2 separate regions of the Mus musculus genome follow, and region 2 is linked to region 1. The links are chromatin contacts, called in public HiChIP or PLAC-seq maps. All regions are on one chromosome and are shown on one strand. Each heading gives the region's core, a stretch centred on a gene start, on an enhancer-like site or on the middle of the called end of the contact. The rest is flanking DNA. Distances are from core to core; before and after follow the strand shown. Region 1 overlaps Sorcs2 (sortilin-related VPS10 domain containing receptor 2). Region 2 overlaps Tbc1d14 (TBC1 domain family, member 14).

Region 1 (3,247 bases), core at 116-2,615:
TCCTGGAGCACCTAGAGTCCTCCCAGCTGGTGAGAGGAAGTGTGGTAGGGTGAGAGGAAGCTGAGCCCAGGGACCTTGGCCTCATGCGGAACCCAAGGCCATGCTGGACATAAATCCCTCAGGCAGGGCTGGGCAGGGAGGAGAACCCACCCGATAGACAAGGAGTTCTTTCCTACCCAACCCATTTTGTGGCAGGATGGTAGCTTGGTCCATTAAACCATACCATTAAACAGAGCTGTGTGGAGGTTGGTTCTATGTGGGGGCCTCATTACTGTCATCATTAGCTTCCCACAGCGAGGCCACCACAGTCCAGAGCCAGCTTTAATGGGAACTGGCTAGGCCGGGCCAAGTCAAAGCTCCCTCGGCTCCATTACACAAAGGAACTCCCCATCCCTCAATAGCGATGGGGCTCCCATGCTCATGAAGACATTCTAGTGTCGCTGTCAACTGGAGATTTATTTCCATGGTCCTCTTACCAAGCACAGTGCTGAGCTCCCTGGCATATGGTATGTATGATTTTCATGCTAGGCTTGATAGACAGCTTGCCCGGCATGTTCCTCCAGCCTTGGGGTCAGCCAGCTGTCATTCTGACAACAGTTAATTAATTTTCAAGATATAAAGATATAAAAAGAAAGGTTACTGTTAGTGACATGCACACAACGGCCAAAAGCAAGTACTCACAGACACTCTGCTAAGGGAGCCTAAGGAGTCGGAGGCCAGTCAGGTACCATGGCAAATAGTCTGCAGCTGATCAAGAGATGAGCAGGGAGGCCGGGTGCATGTCCCACAGAGCCCCAGCCTAGGGGAAGCATGATCCTTAAAGGGATATTACCAACATGGGATGGGGTGTCCAGGGGTACATGTTGAGGAAAGCCTGGCTCAACCCGGGGCACTCCAGACCATTAGGCCGTAGCATCTAGCAGGAACTTCTTTGAGATGGTAAGGGGCAGATTCTGCTTGAGGACAACAGGGACCTGGGCTTCTGAGTTCAGTGGTGGCCTGGGCTGAGTCGCCACACTTGCTGTGGCTGTCATGGATGTTTTTTATACAGCGACACAAAGGTCTACCACTGCATTATTTAAAATCAGACATAGCCGTATATCTCTGTCATCCCAGCATTCCAGAACCGGAGGCAGGAGGATCACTGCTGCTTTGAGGCAATTCTGGGTGGGTGGATGGATGGATGGAGGATAAATGGAGGATGGATGGATGGGTCTATGGTGGGTGGGTAAGGAATGGATAAGCGAGAGCACATGGAGATGGAATGGGTGGAGGATGGACAGATAGACAGACCCTGCGTGCATAGTACAACTTCCTGTGTGACCCTGGTATGGTGGTTTCCATTGGAATGTCCCCTATAGGCTCAGATGTGTGGATGCTTAGTCACCAGGGAGTGGCAGTATTTGAAGAGGCATGGCTTTGTTGGAGTAGGTGTAGCCTTATGGAGGAGTTACGTCACTGAAGGTGGGCTTTGAGGATTCAAGAGTCCATGCCAGGTCCAGTCTCGTGTTCTATCTCTGTCTATCTGTCTCTGTCTCTCTTTCTATGTCTGTCTGTCTCTGTCTGTCTGTCTGTCTGTCTACCTCTCTGTCTATCTCTGACTCTCTGTCTCTGTCTCTCTTTCTATGTCTGTCTGTCTACCTCTCTATCTCTGTCTGTCTCTGTCTCTCTATATATATCTGTCTATCTCTCTTTCTATGTCTGTCTCTCTCTTTTTCTATGTCTGTCTACCTCTCTATCTATCTCTGTCTATCTCTCTTTCTATGTCTGTCTCTCTGTCCCTGTCTACCTCTCTATCTCTGTCTCTCTCTGTCTCTTTCTATGTCTGTCTGTCTGTCTGTCTGTGTCTCTCTGTCTGTCTCTGTCTGACTCTCTCTCTCTCTCTCTCTTTCTCTCAGTACAATGCCTGCATGCATGCCAACACACTCCCTGCCATGATGATAATGCACTAAACTTCTGAAACTGTAGGCAAGCTCCCAGTTAAATGCCTTCTCCTCTGAGGGCTGCCTTCATGATGATGTCTCTCCACAGCAACAGAACAGTGACTAAGACACCTAGGAATCCCACTGGGCCTATTTCCTCATTCGGATTAAGAGGAGGAGTCATTTCTCCCCTGGTCACCTGTCTATGGGGATGGAACCTACTGACTGTGACCTCACTACATCATGGTGACCTATGACTTTCACTCCCTTTTTTTTCCAATAACTGAATATCAGGATCAACCAATAACAGCTGCCCCTCTTTTGTGACAGGCTCCCAAGAGACCACTGGCTGTGTCTGCGATCTTCCCATAGACGTTGGGTAGGGGAAAGGGTGCATTGCCAGGCAGCCCTGTGGTGAGAAAGAACCGAGTGCTTTGGGAGAATCACAAGCCCCTGCTGAGACTATGATCACCTGGGGTACTTTGCAGACAGACGGGGACCTCATTGCAACCCGACAACATTGTCAGCATTACTGGATGGGCCCAAGCCTCACTCACATCAGAGCTCTTAGGGGGACAGTGTGAGCTAGCACTGGGAAGACTCTTGCTTGACTCACCAGCCTTGGGGCTAGAAGAGTGTGATGGGACACAGGTGCTTTGAGAGCGGGGCAGGTCTGAATTCTGAATGGGACTTGTTTGGTGGGTGTCATGCATGGCTTGCCATTCTCATCAACTCTCAGCTCAGAATCAGGATATTCCCTGATGACTCTCACAGCAGGCAGCACTCAGAACCATGGCTGTGAGATTCACTCCTGAGCTTTGGGCCTGTCATTCAGACCCTGGGTCTGACTTGCATCATCAAGATAACCATCCTGTTATCTTCATCACTAACACCGCAATCATCACTTCCATCACCAGCATCCCCTTCACCACCACCACCACCACCACCACCACCACCACCACCACCACCACCACCACCACCACTACCACCACCACCACATCATCATCGTCATCATCTCATCACCACTGTTACTGTTACCATCATTGCTCCATGGAACACCCACTGTCAGACTCCAGCCTTCTCATTTATAGGCAGCACTCAAATATACCTTCACAACAACTCTTCAAGGCAGTGTTGGTTATTTCTCATCTCATGAATGAGTACATGGCAGTTCAGAGAAGTTGACTGACTTGTCCCAGGTCACACAGCAATTCAGTAGAAGAACAAGGATCCCAACAGTGATAGGTCTGGTATCCTAGGTGGGGCTTTGACCTAGAAAGGGGAGGTGCAATGTCCTGGCTCAAGCCCTAGCTCTCAGGGAACAG
Region 2 (3,124 bases), core at 267-2,766, 340 kb after region 1:
GAGAATGTCAGTGGACTCTTAAGCTGACTTAGGGATGTGATGGCACCTCACCTGCATTCCACAAGTACTATAACCATGTTCCCTGTGAGACTGCAACCACCGCCACTGGCGGAAAGTGGCCAGCCCGATCTACCTCTCAGCACACTAAAAGAGCTGGTCCCTCTATGCTAGAGTTCCAACTTCCTCTTCACGGTTTTCTACAATCCTGAAGATATACTCCTCATTAGACCTCACATTTTAATTGTTTATTTAATTATTTTCTCTGTGTGTGTGTGTGTGTGTGTGTGTGTGTGTGTGTGTGTCAGTCAGAGGATAACTTGCAGAAGTTAGCAGTCTCTTTCCACCATTCAGATACCAGGAAGCAGGCTTGGCAGCAAGCATCTTTCTTTACCTACTGACCATATGACTGGCCTGACTTCACAGTTTTAAATATCAGGGATGCACAGGAGGCTGGAATGGACTAGCCCAGGGTAGGATAACCTGCCGTTGTTCTTGTTCTTTCTTAAGTGGGAAACCTTCTCCCTGATGCACTGTTCTGTGTAAATTCGGTAATTAGATTAGCTAGGACTTTCTTCTTCAGGCATGTCTCCAAGCATGACTGCCTCATCACACAATGCGGATACAAGGGCCCAGAGAGAGAGGCGTTCAGACTCAAACTACCCAAAATCTCCACAGGCCACTCTAAGAGTTATCCTAAAACAAAACAAAACAAAACAAAAACCAGGCACCCCCAAAGCACTACTTTGAAGCATGCTTGCAGGGTTCCTTGTACTGCCAAACTAGCCATGTGCTTACAGCAGCCACACAATGGAAACCTGTATAATAAACTACAAGCAAATACTGCCTCAAAGGAAAAGCCTGGTTACATTTCTATGACACAGGACAGTTTCCTAAATCACCATGTGATGTCACACTGAGTGAAGGCTAACATGGAGGTAACAAGAGACCCAGCCATTCTCCTCCCCTTCTCCTGCCTCCAGGAAAGGCGCACCCCCATGGCAGACAGACAGAGGCTCTTCCTCAGACTCACGCAGGTCTGTCCTCGAGGATGAGCGCCGTGGTGGACAGTGGCTCAAAATCCAGGTTCTTCCTCACATTCTGCTTGGGAGAGGGTGGCCTGCTCGGTCTTCCAGCCTTGTCTTCATATTCCTAGAACAAAGACATCAGGTGTCTCTGGGCCCAACCAGTTTTGTATCATCAAAAAAGGAGCTACTTGTAGCTGAGTTCATTGTAAGGGTGAGTGCACTTCAAGTCTTCTCTGCTGTTCAGAAGGAAAGCCTTGGGCAGAAGAAGGGTTCCAAGAGCTCCCTGCTGTGGTGATGCCTTAGGTCAGATCCACACACTTCCCTGTGGTGGTTACAAAGTTACAAGGGTCAGCAGACCCTGAACCACAATTGCCACATAGTGTGGTACTTCTTGGTAAGAGATGAATGGCTTTTGTGATGGCCATTGCTATGCCATCACTGCACAACGTCCTGTCAATAATTCTCTCATGCCCTGGGAATCTATAAGTGACCTCCAAACCCACTGAGTCACTAATTAGATCCACGGACTGTAGCCATAGCAGCTTAGTCACACCTAGTGACCCAGATTCCAAACACCCAGTAGAAGGGTTCAGGAGAGTCAGCTTCTGGAATAATGCATGATTTGGGCTCCCTGCAAAATCAAAACCTGTTCTTCTCTGGCTGTCTATCACAGGTGAGAAGCATCTCTAAGGGAGATGATCCGGTTGGGAAGAAAATGTGGAGTTGCCACAGATTCATGCCATTCTGGATGACAAGAGCCACAAGATCCCGTGAAAAGGATTTATTGACACTAGCTAGAAGAGCTATTTCACAAGCAATTTTCTCTCACCCAGAAAAGACAGCTACAGCTTCTCTAAAGTACAAGAGCACTGGGTGCCCAGGGTTAGGCTTCTACCTTGCCTACCCTGAGCAGATCCCACTGGAGAGGGAAATCCTTTCCAGTTACCTAACTACCCAGAGCTGAGAGACTGATGCTGCTCATGGACCTGGTACACGGCTGAGTGGTGACAGCCCAGTGCTAGCAGCAGGATGTTCCAAGTCCAGTAAGTAGGTATCAACATCTTCAGCTCTACAAGAAATCTACCCAAGGCTCTGTGTTGACAGGGATTATAATTCAAGTGGCATCTGGCAATCATCCCATTGGGTGCTACCTATCTGCTGAGCCTGATCTAGTGCCATTATGCTAAGGCCCGTAATCTCCCACCACAAGTCAGAGGCCAGAGTCTGGATGCTTCTTCCCATTTGCTGTGGCTCCAGACACTGTCTGACCTGATCTCCTGAACAATCAGTATGTCACCCACCTTATAGACAGGACACAAGTTCAAAGTGCAGGGTTGGGGTTGCAGGCCCTCTGCACTGCCACCCTAAGGAGGTCTGGCCTCCTTGGCGATTATACTCAAGCAAATGTGTAGTTTGGGAGTGAAAACACCAAGTCCTCCACGGGTTACAGAGGTGAAACTTGAAGAAAACATTGGCCCACTAGCCAGCAGCTAAAATCCAGGCAAAGAATGCTCACAGAACTCTCCAGGCTGTGGCCTGGTCCCACAGCCACTAGGTGGATACAAGCACTATCTGAACAGGCTGCTGCCAGCAACAGGGAGACACGCATACTTCAGTCAGTCAGCAAGTACAGCCCTACAGCATGGGGACAGGGTTGCACGCACCATTCCATTTTCCCTCAGACCTGAAATGACTGTGGAATGCAAGGGGAAACACTGCAGTTCAAAATACCGTGGATCAGAGAGTCCAGCAAAGTTTGCAAGTCGAAGATATGGGACACAGAAGCAAAATGAAGGGAATGCCTTGATTAGAAGCCAAAGCATCAGGTCTTGTTAATAGGCACTTGTTACTAACTCAAGTAACAGCAGTGGCAGTGGCAGCTGATCAGGTTGATGTACCAAGAACATTCCAGGGGCCTCCCAAGCAGAGTTGATTTAATCTGCACACAAAGCCCAGGAGGCAAAAGATGCCACCACCACCACCCCAATCCTAATGGATATTGGAGGCCCTCAGATTTGCTCTTCAGAGAATGGGGAAATTGATCAGACTCTAAACACTGGGTTCGTTAGGGACATTTCCCACCAACTCAGTGAGCTGCT

What was found. HiChIP or PLAC-seq counts read pairs in DNA pulled down with a chosen protein or histone mark.
Region 2: a FOXA1 HiChIP or PLAC-seq map of pancreatic cancer cells shows a contact between it and region 1. The contact joins two enhancer-like sites. A contact is called at or near these places in 1 of 115 datasets of contacts at active chromatin or transcription factors (pancreatic cancer cells) and 1 of 9 other capture datasets (pancreatic islet).

What each region holds. Positions count from the first base shown.
Region 1 is chr5:36,182,051-36,185,297 of GRCm38.p6, forward strand. All of the region lies in intron 2 of Sorcs2 (sortilin-related VPS10 domain containing receptor 2), which reads right to left. The region is part of intron 1 of Gm31945 (a long non-coding RNA gene); the gene reads left to right. Among named protein-coding and RNA genes, the nearest start is that of Gm31945, 4.2 kb to the left of the region's middle. Within about 2 kb of position 1,366, at least 15 of the 459 cell types and tissues checked have an H3K27ac peak or open chromatin away from gene starts, as enhancers often do. A contact at or near this core is called in pancreatic cancer cells, where this site is marked.
Region 2 is chr5:36,523,900-36,527,023 of GRCm38.p6, forward strand. Tbc1d14 (TBC1 domain family, member 14) reads right to left here. Exons shown (of 14, transcript NM_133910.3): 4 at 1,031-1,149. Among named protein-coding and RNA genes, the nearest start is that of Gm32528, 13 kb to the left of the region's middle. Within about 2 kb of position 1,517, at least 14 of the 459 cell types and tissues checked have an H3K27ac peak or open chromatin away from gene starts, as enhancers often do. A contact at or near this core is called in pancreatic cancer cells, where this site is marked.